2 separate regions of the Ovis aries genome follow, and region 2 is linked to region 1. The links are chromatin contacts, called in public Hi-C maps. All regions are on one chromosome and are shown on one strand. The core of a region is the stretch at or near the end of the contact, and the rest is flanking DNA. Distances in the headings are between cores, read along the strand shown.

Region 1 (5,884 bases), core at 1,747-4,246:
ACCTGATGGGAAGAGCTGACTCAGTAAAAAAAGACCCTGATGCTGGGAAAGACTGAAGGCAGGAGGAGAAGGGGACGACAGAGGATGAGATGGTTGGATGGCATCATTGACTCAATGGACATGCATTTGAGCAAGGTCCAGGAGATGGTGATGGACAGGGAAGCCTGGTGTGCTGCAGTCCATGAGGTCGCCAAGAGTCAGACATGACTGAGCGATTGAACAATGAATACTCTGCAGCCACTAAAGACTGCAATAGCTCTATATGTAGTAACATGGAAAGATGATTATTTATTCAGGTTCTCAGACGAGCCTGCATAGTATAAGTCAATATTTATTTTTAAAATTACATTTGTATACACACACACATACACATATAAATACATATATTTGCTCACAGGCAGAGAAAGAGTCTAAAAAAATTTATAATGAAATTATTTACAAGGGTCTCTTCTGAGTAGTGGGACTGTGTGTATCTATGCAGTTCAACTCACAGTCTCATGGGCTGGATCAACCTGTAAGGAATCCTAAAAAACCATGGTAAATGCTATACTACAGGTACACTTGAATTTCTTTGGAATAGAGATCTTTCCCTTCATGTGTTCCCCAGCTTATCCTTTTCTCTTCCCAAGAAAGGCACTGTTGATCCAGCTTTCTCCTTGAGAAATGAAGATGCAGAAGCCCCTCAAGACGAGAGTGCTTCTGCTTGTCCACTGGACCTTTTTATTGTGATGCTACTTTATCATTCTGTGGCACCTGGCACTGCTGCCTTCTTCCTTCCGAAATATTCTCTTCCACTGCTTTCTGAGGTGTTAATGGTTCTCCTCTTCCTTCTCCATCTCCTCTGCTGGTATGTGCCTTGCCAAACCTTTAATTACCAGTGCAGCCTAGCTGGGGCATTGTCCTTGGCCTCTTCTCTTCTTTCTTCAACTGTTTTTCCTGAGTAATCTTACCCGCTTCTGGGGCCCAACTACCATCTGCAAGCAGATTATTTCCTAAGGCTCTCACTGAGCTCAAGACCCATGTATCCAGCCCCTGCTGGACAGCTCCACTTGCTTATTTTGCAAGCCACCTCTAGCTCAACATTTCTAAAATGGAAAGTGGAACTCATGACTTCCCCCTCAGTCCCTCCTCCTGTATTTCATGGCAGTGCTACTCACCTGTCATTTTATCTCCTTAACATTTCTTATAACTTTTCCTTTCTCACTTCCCGCATTAGTCTCACTGCTGCCCCGATTCAGGTCCTTATCACTTCTTCACTGGTCTACTGCAGTGACTTACTAACCAATCTTTGTCCCCAGACTGGCTTTCTCCAATTCATCCTCCATATTAAAGTTAAATTAAGCTTCTAAAAACACAATTTGATCACATCATTCCCTTACTGGAAGCCCTTCAGTGGTTTTCTCCTCTGTCTTCAAATTAATTTCTCAGTATAGATTCAAGCCCTCAATGCCCTGGAACCTCTCTGGCCATATCTCTTACCATGTCTCTCTCTTTCCTCGCTCCCCTCAGTCTCAACCTTCCTACACCTTGCCCCCCAGGTACAAAGACCTAGTCATAGAGAACAGTTTGCATGCCCTTGTTTGGGGTCAGGCTCTCTGGCCTTCTTACATTTCTGTACCTTAGCTCAGTTTCCCTGCCTAGAAAGGTTAAATGCTCATTTTTTTCCTCTAAGCTTGATGTAAACATCTTGGGGGCAGAACCCCACACCTTACTCCTTACTCCAAGATACAGTCCCAGCTCCCAGCACAGTGCCTACCACAAATCATTCAAGAAATGTTTGCTGAACTGAATCAGTTACATTAAAAAAAAAACAAAAAAGTTTACATTTGGCTTTCAAATTGGCTTTGTAGTAACATCTGAATATGGATGCAGTTGATTGGGAAAATCACACAATTGCAAACAAAATAATGAACTATGCTGTAAAGTACTGAATGAAGAGGTTCTAATTCTTACCCACTGCTAAGAATGCTTCCTGCTTACTACTCCAAAGTCTATAGGAATTATCTCATTTTTAAATAACTAAACAATGAATTAAATACTATTGTCATATCTCTTTTTACAAGTGAGAAACTGAAGCTCAGCAAAGCAACCTGCCCTGGCCTCACAGCTAGTAAGCATGTGAGCCAGAATCTGAGCACAGCCACCTGACCCTAGAGTCTGCACACTTAACCCAACACCCTGTCCTCCTCTGTCATTAGGGACTGGCATATAGGGAGTGTTCAATAAAGCTCTGTTGAGATAATGTTGTTCACCTTCTTGATATTTCCAAATCAGAAGAGCACAGGTCCTGAGAGGTGGCCAAATAGCAGAAGCCTCGGGCACTCAGGCCAGGACAAGTGATCACTGCTCCTGGCCCGCAGGGGGCAGTATACTCCACAGGGTCCCCCACTGCAGTCCTACCCAGCTTGGTCAGAAGGCTCTCCCAACACCAGGGAAACACTCCAAGCAGGGCCGGGCCAGGAGGAGAATGGGGGATGCAGGATGTGCCAGCAACAGGGTGACAAAGGGAAGAGTGGCAGCAGGGAAGGCCTTCAGTCTGGGGCAGGAAAAGAGAAGAGAGGAGGCCTAAGGAACCGCCTTCTATAAAAAACAAGGCAAAACGAATCTTTAGATCAGACAATGAATTTCATGACAATAATGACAGCTTGCCACTGCACTGAACACTTTACACTTAAGCCAATGAACTCTCAGAACAACCCTATGAGGTAGGTGCTATGACGATACCTTGTTTGGCAGGTAAAGAACCTGAGGAACTAAGAGGTTAAGGAACTTGCACAGGACACAGCAAATAAGCAGCAAGGCCAAGTTTCAAACGTAGGCAGTCTGGCTCGAGCTCAAGTATTAAACCCATACTGCTGCCTCCAGTGATCATATAGTCCTACCTCCTCCTGATTCAGATGAAAAAATGAGGCTCCATGACCTTTCCCCAAGGTCACAAGTTGGTCAGTAGCTACATCAAGGAAGTTAATGATCTGCAAAAAGTCATTATTTGCTCCATGAAGTTTATGTTTTAAAGCAAGCAGTGCCACTGGCTGGTCTTATGATCTAGGTCAAGTCCCCTGGGTTGAAGAGTATGGGGTTTCTGCATCCCAGCACATTGTTAAGACAAATTCCCTGCAGGAAGTGGTCTTTTGCTCATTTAACAAACATTATCAAATACTTAGTAAGTACCAGACCCTGTGCTAGACCTTGGGATAGAATGTTGAACAAGACATAGCCCTTTATTCAAGGAGCTCCACAGAGGTCTAAGCACGGGAGAAGACATCTAAACAAAAACATATGCACCAAAGTGTCACAGGTTCTAAGACAGTATTGAAAGGGGAACCCAAAGGAGAGTCAAAAGGACACAGGAGTCAATCTGGCTGGCAAATGGACCAGGGAATACCATGCAAGAGGCAATTCTTGTCCTAAGTCTTGACAAGCAGTGGAGTGAACAAGGGCAGAGAAGCTGAAAGAGCACAGTGTAATTGGAGCGCTGTGATAGGCAAAATAATGTTCCCAAAGATATCCATGCCCTAAACCTCAGAACCCGTGAATCTGTTGCCTTAAAAGGAAAAAGGCGTGATTAAAGTTAAGGACCCCAAAAGGAGGAGATGAGTCTGGATTACCTAGGTGGGGCCAATCTAATCACATAAGTTTTTAGAGGCAGAAGAGTGGGTCAGAGAGATGAGGTGTGGGAAAAATCCAACCCACCATTGCCAGCTTTGGAGATGGAGGAAGGGAATCACATGCCACAGAAAGCAGGTGGCTTCTAGAAACTGGAAAAGGCAATGAAACCGATTCTCCCCTCGAGTCTCCAGAAGGAATACAGCCCTACTGACACCATGATTTTAGCTGAGACCTGTACTAAAGGTCTAACATACAGAAATGTAAGATAATAAACCTAGTGTTTAAACCATTAATTTCCTGGCTTTTGAACAGTGGTGCTGGGAAAGACTCTTGAGAGTCCCTTGGACAGCAAGGAGATCAAACTAGTCAATCCTAAAGGAAATCAACCTTGAATATTCATTGGAAGGACTGATGCTGAAGCTGAAGCTCCAACACTTTGGCCATCGGATGCTAACAGCTGACTCACTGGGAAAGACTCTGATGCTGTGAAAGACTGAGGGCAGGAGGAGAAAGGGGGTGACAGAGGATGAGATGGTTGGATGGCATCATCGACACAAAGGACTTGAATTTGAGCAGACTCCAGGAGATAGTGAAGGACAGGGAAGCCTGGCGTGCTATAGTTCATGGTTCGCAAAGAGTTGGACACAACTTGGCAACTGAACCACAATAGCAACAACAATTTTGTGGCAGTTTGTATGGCACTATTCATAGATAGTGACTACAGGAGCTTCTCAGTAGTTCAGGATTGCTAAAACAATGTGAATCTATAGAACAACCTGAGAATGGAAGGCTACTGGAAAGTACCTTTCCACTAAGTTACTCTGTGAACTTGGGCAAGTCAAATCACATCCCCAGTCATTCATTCACTCACTAACTCATTTATTCACTCAACAAACACTTTTGCTTCACCAAGATTATGTTTCATCTGGGCCTTAAAGGTCCAAGGTGCCAAGCTCAAGCACCTTGAGCTTGCCAAGGTGCATCTTTGGGTTTCAGGAGGTAGGAAGACATGGCCTAAGTCCCTCTTAGTTTTGTAGCTTATTTTGTTTCCTGAACTGAGGCAAATTACTTTAAGCTCTCTAAGCCTCAGTGTTCTCATTTGTAAAATGAGAAAATAATAAGATTCACTTTATAGCACTGTTATATGGATCAGATGAAGTCATAGTGTGTTAGTTACTCAGTCGTGTCCGACTCTCTGCGACCCCATGGACTGTAGCCTGCCAGGCTCCTCTGTCCATGGGATTCTCCAGGCAAGAATATTGGAGTGGGTTGCCATTTCCTCCTCCAGGGAAGTCACAGTGGGGAAAGCATTTTTTAAGTATAGGGTTTTTTGTTGTTAATCAATTATAGATGAAAATCAGATCAATATGATTGACTTAAAACCTTTCCCAGATTATTTATATCTACAGTGTTGCAGAAGTAGAGCATGCTCGCCTTGTAGGCTGGGTGCAAGGCCTAACTACATTGCCTTATCAGCCATTTACTTGACACTCCCTGCCCACCGGTTTCCTTTATAATAAAGATATTCAAGCCACAGAGGCCCCATTAAGAGGCAGATCCAAAGGCTTTTGCCCAGCTAGCCCTCAACTTACCAGACCACTTGAGAACAGTGAGGCCACTCACTTTTCCTGTCTCTTAAAACACTCTCCTCCTTAGGCCACGCGTCACTGCATGGCCCTGGTTCTCCTCCTCTAATTACACTCCATCCACTTCTTCAGCAGCTCCTCTTCCTCTTCCCACTTTCCTTCCATGGATATTCTCCTCATTTCAATCCTTCGGGCCTTTAATCTTTTCTTTTACTCAAAGAATTCATCCACTTAAATGATTTTAAGCAAACGCCTCCAGGCAAATGTGTTCCAAATACAGATTTTTAGTCTAAATATCTCTCATCTGAGTTTCAGTTCTCCATCTCTAGCTGCCTATTGGACATTTGCTCCTAGAGAGTTTATGTCAGAGCAAACACTGACTAAAATGAAAATACTAGGAGAAAACTCCCATATGATGTACACAAGAAAAGGCACTAAATTCTGATTTAAAAGAGGTGAGCTTGAGCAGATGGCAGAACCCATAGAGACAGTCCAATAAAATAAAGGCACATATGGCTGGGATTCAGGGCACAATGGCAGCCTGCTAACCAGGAAAGGACACTGCCCTAAGAGACCTAGGCTCTCATGACATCGCCAGTGCTAACCGACTGCGTGGCCCTGGATAAGTCACTGCATCTGTCTGAGTCTGAATTTCCTCGTTTATAAATTGAGGTAGCTAAATGGATTTG
Region 2 (5,884 bases), core at 1,767-4,266, 360 kb before region 1:
TTTCCACTGCAGGGGACACAGGTTCGATACCTGATCAGGGAACTAGAATCCCAAATGCTGCGCAGTCAAAAAAAAAAAAAAATTAACAGGTGAACGACAGTAGGATTCCAGGCAGAGCAAATGGTGTGGGTACTGCTCTGACGGTTGGTGGGAACTCAGCGTATCGGGGGAAATGCAGATAACTCAGTTGGCGGGAGTAATGGGAGTATGAGGGTTCTGCTGTGGTGAGTTGCAGAGGCCAGCAAGGGCCTTGAATGCCATGCAAAGCAGAGGGCTTGCCCCTCAGGACCGCAAGGAGCCAAGGAAGATGTTGAGAGCAGGAATTAACAGGTGTGTATTTTAGAACGTCCTCACTGGGATCTCTTCATTCTGCTCTGACCCGGTTTATTCTTTATCTGCCTTAGTCTGCTAGCTCCTTGCTGTCCAGCCCAGGGCTCAGCAACCTCTCCAGGCTCCCTAGGGACTGGATGTGACAATCACAGCTCCTCAGGCCAGCACACAAGGACCACTCGGATCTGACTCCCTCTCCAGTCGCATCTCTTCCCCACTGTCCTCTCCCCTTACATTTCCGCCACGCCATCTTCGGTTTCATTAAAGGTCATGCTCCCTCATGTCTTGCGCTTGCCCATGCTGTTGCCTATTCCTGCCATTCCCTCTCCCTGAATGAACTGTCTCCCCTTTAGCTCTGTTTATGTGGCTAATTCCTACTTCTCCCTTGGGACTCAGCATAAGGATCACCTCCTTCAGGGAGCCTTCCCTGATTTCCCCCCAGACTGGGTGACAGTTCTCTTAAGACATCATTCTGCCAACCATCATTATACCACTATGCTTTCTGCAGGGAAGGCTGGTTCACCTCAGTATCTCCAAGCCCTGGCAGGACCTCACAGTGACAGCCTGTGCAAGTCTAAGGAGCAGGGCAGGCTCTGGAGGTCACATGTAGTGTCATCCGACTCTTTGTGACCCCAAGGACTCCTTTGTCCATGGGGGTTCTCCAGGCAAGAGTACCGGAGCAGATTGCCATGCCCTTCTCCAGGGGATCTTCCCAACCCTGGGATCGAACCCAGGTCTCCCGCATTGCAGGTGGATTCTTTACCATCTGAGCCACCAGGGACGCCCACACGCATGTATCACTAAGACACAAAAGATGCATCTGAGAGAAATAAAATGAGATGATCAAGGTGGAAAGGCCTAGATCATGGAGGGTCTCACCAGCCTGCAGCTGATCCACAGGGCAGGGAAACGCAGGGCATAGACAGAAGCAGCACGGGAATATGTGCTTTGTGGTTCAGAAGGCTTGGTGGAGGGGCCAGTTTCAAGCCCCCTGGATACCAGCAAGCTGGCAGATTAAGATGGTGGCTAAGAGATGTGGAGAAGGGAACAACTGGAGAGATATTTAAGGGGAGAAAGGACCAGACTTGGTGCCTGATTGTTCGTGGGCGGCAAGAGAGAGGGAGGAGTGGAAACGACTCCCTGTGCAGCTCCTCGAATCTCTAGGGAGAGAGGAAGGAGGCCAGCAGCCAGCTCGGACACCAGTCACCTTGGACACAAATAACCTCTAGGGACTCTGCCCCTGCTGAGCCGAGCTGCTACCTCTGACAATGCCTCCCCAACACACACACACACACACACACACACACACACACACACACCCTGTTTTCCCAAGGGGTTGACTGGACGCTCTGCTGGCTCCTTGCCCACTGCTCCCTCCCGCAGTCTGCTCTGCGCCAGCCAGGAGGGGAGGGAAGGGGAGGGGCAGCCGCAGAAGCCCTGCCGGAAGGGAGGAAGGGCGGGCTCAAGAAGCCAGCCCAGCCGACCCCCAACTGAGGAGCAAGGGAGAGCCGAGGAGAGAGGGTGAGACAGACAAAAGACAAGGAGAAGCAGTACAGCAGCTCTGAACACTGGAGATACAAGATGCCTTTCTGTTCCTCTTGCTTGCCCACTCCCCATTTTAGAGATGGGGAAACTGAGGCCCAGAGACAGCAACAGTTTAGGAACCTACAACTCAGGTTTCAGCAGACCCACACTCTTCTGTTGGAGCCCCTCAGCCTGGAGCAGCCACTTACAGGCTGGTCTGGTAGGAATGGGTGTTGAGCACCACAGCCATCGCCCCAAATGAAGAGCTGGCCAGCTAGTTGAGTCTATGGTTCAAGTCCCTCCAAGTCCCCATAGTATAGAGAGCTGGACTGAAAGACAGGGGACTTGAGTTCTCACCCCGCTGTAGGACTGATTTTTCATCTGTAAATGTCCTATACTGCCTCTGATAAACCTCTCTACAAGGTTTACAAGAGCCACTAAGGGATGAAGGAAGACTGTGAATTCAAAAACGCCACAGGACCCCAGAAGGATTGGGTGCAAAACCATGTCCCTGAGCAAATCGCTCCCCTCTCTGGGACTCAGTTTCCTCAACTGCACAAAAAGGGTACCAGATTCATTGATATTAAAAGGCCATTCCACCACTGGAAGCCAGTAGGATGCACCCACTCTGCCAAAGTTTTAGATTCTAGAGCAAACACAAAACCTCACCATCGCATCTTCCCCGCCCCTAGAACGGGTGCTTGGAAGCCCTCTTCAGGCCTGTCACCGGTCACCGGGGGAGTTATTGTCGCCCCTGCCCAGGTACCATTGACTCCGTCCTTAAGGCCCCTCGCCGCCCCGGCTGCAAACTTACTGCAGTGGCCCCTAGGGGGCAGTGTTGCCCCGAACTTGGGCCGCCGCAGCTGCTGCCCCCGCCCCAACGGGCGCCGGGAGAATACTTGAGTTCTGGGAATGTTTGACACCCCCCGGCACACACACCGCCCCCCGCGGCCAGCCCCAGTCCCGGAGGCTCCCGCGCTGCCCACAGCCCGGGTGCGGACTTACTGCTAGGGCCCCCCCACCCCCCACCTCTCCCAGCAAAATATTTCGCAAGGACAAGGCTTCTATTTTTGTTTTTTCGCAGGAGTAGAGAACAGGTATTGGTCTCAGGCTGCTCGCGCGGACTAGGATGTCTCTGTGTTCAGAGATCTGAGGGAGGAATCTGAGGGGAGAGGAGGCTTGTTTTCCCAAGAACCTGTCAGCTGTTTCCCCCGTCACTCCCGCATCCCTTTGATAAGGGGTTGGCAGGCATGCACCCCCATACCTCCTCCTCCACGGGTCCCCCAGCCCCGCCAGGAAGCGCCCCGGGGTAGAGGGTGTGGGCTGCAGGGTCCGACCTCGCCTTCTCCAGCTCAAGCCCAGGCCCAGAGACCGGGGCACAGGCCGAGCTTGAGGGGCTGGGTTTGGGGGGTGACTTCTGCTGTCTCCCCAGCCTCAGATGTGAGCAGCAAATTCAGGGTGAAGACGGTGAAGGGGAAACGGAGGGAAAATCCCACTCAAGTTTGGTCCAACGGTTTAATGGAAGTGGGGGGAGTAGGAAGAATTTAAAAGCCCCGAACCCACAAAGCAGACTTTTTTTAAAAAAATTATAATTGAAAACATCTCGGAGTAAGGGCCGCCAGGAGCGGGCCAGCTCCCCCCGCCCCATCCCCCTCTCCTGTTCCCCGGAGTCCGATGAAGTCATGATAAGTAGGCTGCAAAAAAAAAAAAAAAAAAAGTGGGGGGGGTGGCTTGCAGGGGCTGGGGGCACAGGGGTCCCAGGCTGGGGCCCCGCGCGGACACAGTTTGGATACTATGGTTACGCGATCCGACCCAAACAGCGAAGGCGGACAACAATAGCGGCCGCCAGAGGAGGAAATTCCTTCCGGGGTGGACGGCGCGGGGGGAGGGGCGCCTGGCTGGAACGCCGAGGCGGCGGCTCGGCCAATCAGCGCTCGGCCGCCGGCGGTTTCAAGGTGCCCCGCGCCGCGCGCCCCCGCCCCCCCCGCGCGCTCCGCTTGGGCGCTGGAATTGCTGAGACGTTTCCCTGCACGCGCCCGGGTAACCCTGCGGGGGCTGCTGCTCAAGCCGACCCCCTCCCTAGCCCTTCTCCCCGCCCCCCGCCGGAGCCCACCGCCCCGGGAAGACTGAGTGTTCTGCTCCCTGAGTTGCTTGCACTTGAGGGAGATGGGGGGGGAAAAACATCCCTCCAAACTACCCCTTTCTGTGGGGTTGGTTACTGCACAAGCCTGTTTTCTATTTTAAAGCATGTCTCAAGAAAAAATGAGAGAGGGGAGAGAGAGAGAGAGAACAGGGAGAGCGAAGATCCACCCCAACTCAAGAAGCCTGGGAGGCTCTGACCCCTGCCTGCCTGGCCGCAGGGGCTGTTACATAATAAGTTGGGTTATTGATATTGGCGGCCCTGGCCGGGCATCTGGCATGCAGAGATCCAAGGGCAGAGTTGGCATTTAGAAAAGCCCCCCCTCCCCCTTTCAGTGACCGTTACCTGCTTTATAAAGGACCAGCGGAACCAGGGGCTCACCTCAGCCGGTGTCTGGGCAATTTACGTGGTGCCCATGGTGTGACCGTGCCCACTGCTACCCCCACCTACCAGGGAGGGATTCTGTGCCTAAGTCCCCCTCCTTCAGAATCCCCGGACTGGCTCTTTCCCTGTCGCCAGGCCCTCCACGGTGCTTCCTGCTTTCCTGCCAAGTACCCAAAGCCGGCATCCTGGGCACTTAGAGCACCGAGCTGGTCCCGTTCCTTCTTTAAGCGGAACCAGGTTTCTGCTCTCTGGTGTTTCCTAGCTCGGAACACCACTCTGAGGAGGAGTAGATACCTTCTCTTATTCATTGCCTACTGAGAGATTCACTTCTCTGGAAGGCTCTAACATTCAAAAAGTATTAGCCTCTCTCTCCCACTCTTTCTCTCCCTCTCTTCATATATAATGGGGATAGCCCTAATTCTCCAGTTCCTCGTGTGTCTCTATAAATAAATAATGAGATTTTATTAATTATGCACGTATAGTATCTGCAAGCAGATTGCTCTGTCTCTTGATGCTTAATAATATTTTAAAAATGGAAAAAACTTCCACACTGAAGCTGGGTATTTGGGGGTTTTTCCCCTCCCTTCAAGCAAACAAAAACTTCAAGGGGCCATATGTCCTCCAAGGAGAGGCGAGGAAGGCAGAAAGTTGGGGAGTGCAAGCAAGGGAGGGATTAAAGGGGGTCTCTCTGCAGATTTTCAAGGCAGCTGAAGGCAAATTTCAAGTAGCCTGCTTCATGTTTGTGATTGAGCTGCTGGTCTGAAAACATACCAAGGTTCACTTGGGCGTTTGTGTGTTAGGCGGGATGGGCAGCTGTTAATAGTAAACAGGAAACCAGCAAGAAGAGAGCTGGCTGCAGCCCAGTCCCTCTCTCAATTCCGCACCCCTTCTCAGAGCCCCCAAACCCTTGAGCTCTCGAAACACACTTGGTTTCTGGGAATTGTGCATCAGTTAATTTCTGGGTGCCCAACACAACTCCTGGCACATAGTAAGGGTTCGAAAAAACATTTGCACATTGAACAACTGGAGCATGGAGAACATATCCAGGGTTGGGGAGTGGTTGCACAGAGGCCGGGGCTAGGCCTTGGGGCACTATGCCTTGAAGGCATAACAGTTGGAGCTTCAGTCCTCAGACAATGGGGGAGGGACTCGCCCCTCCAATTTTGTAGTCCAGGAAGTGACAGAGCAGAGCTGAGCATTGAAAAACTAATCTGAGTGAGGGAGACCAGAGAGAGGTGCAGATACAGGAACCATCAGGCAGAGTCGGTATGGCCAGAGAGAAAAGGATACAGAGGTAGCCTCCTACCTTTAGCATGTGGAAATGAGGCAGTGGGAGGGGTCAGAGGTGAGCTTTGATTCAAAACGTTCTAGTTCCTGATTTGAATAGCAAGCCTATGGAAATAGAGATTTAAAGGGTGCAGACATGAAGTGTAAGGACTCCTATAAAACAGGCTTCCCTCGTAGCTCAGTTGGTAAAGAATCTGCCTGCAGTGCAGGACACCGGGG

What was found. Hi-C and Micro-C count contacts between places; a contact is called where the count stands out from the background.
Region 2: a Hi-C map of liver shows a contact between it and region 1, with 4 times the contacts expected there. The contact joins two enhancer-like sites. A contact is called at or near these places in 9 of 16 Hi-C or Micro-C datasets (hypothalamus, liver, mesenteric adipose tissue and 5 more).

The regions. Positions count from the first base shown.
Region 1 is chr1:28,603,678-28,609,561 of ARS-UI_Ramb_v3.0, reverse strand. The region is part of intron 3 of TCEANC2 (transcription elongation factor A N-terminal and central domain containing 2); the gene reads right to left. Among named protein-coding and RNA genes, the nearest start is that of TCEANC2, 27 kb to the right of the region's middle. Within about 2 kb of position 2,996, at least 2 of the 54 cell types and tissues checked have an H3K27ac peak or open chromatin away from gene starts, as enhancers often do. A contact at or near this core is called in liver, where this site is marked.
Region 2 is chr1:28,967,028-28,972,911 of ARS-UI_Ramb_v3.0, reverse strand. No RefSeq gene overlaps it. Among named protein-coding and RNA genes, the nearest start is that of ACOT11, 38 kb to the left of the region's middle. Within about 2 kb of position 3,016, at least 41 of the 54 cell types and tissues checked have an H3K27ac peak or open chromatin away from gene starts, as enhancers often do. A contact at or near this core is called in liver, where this site is marked.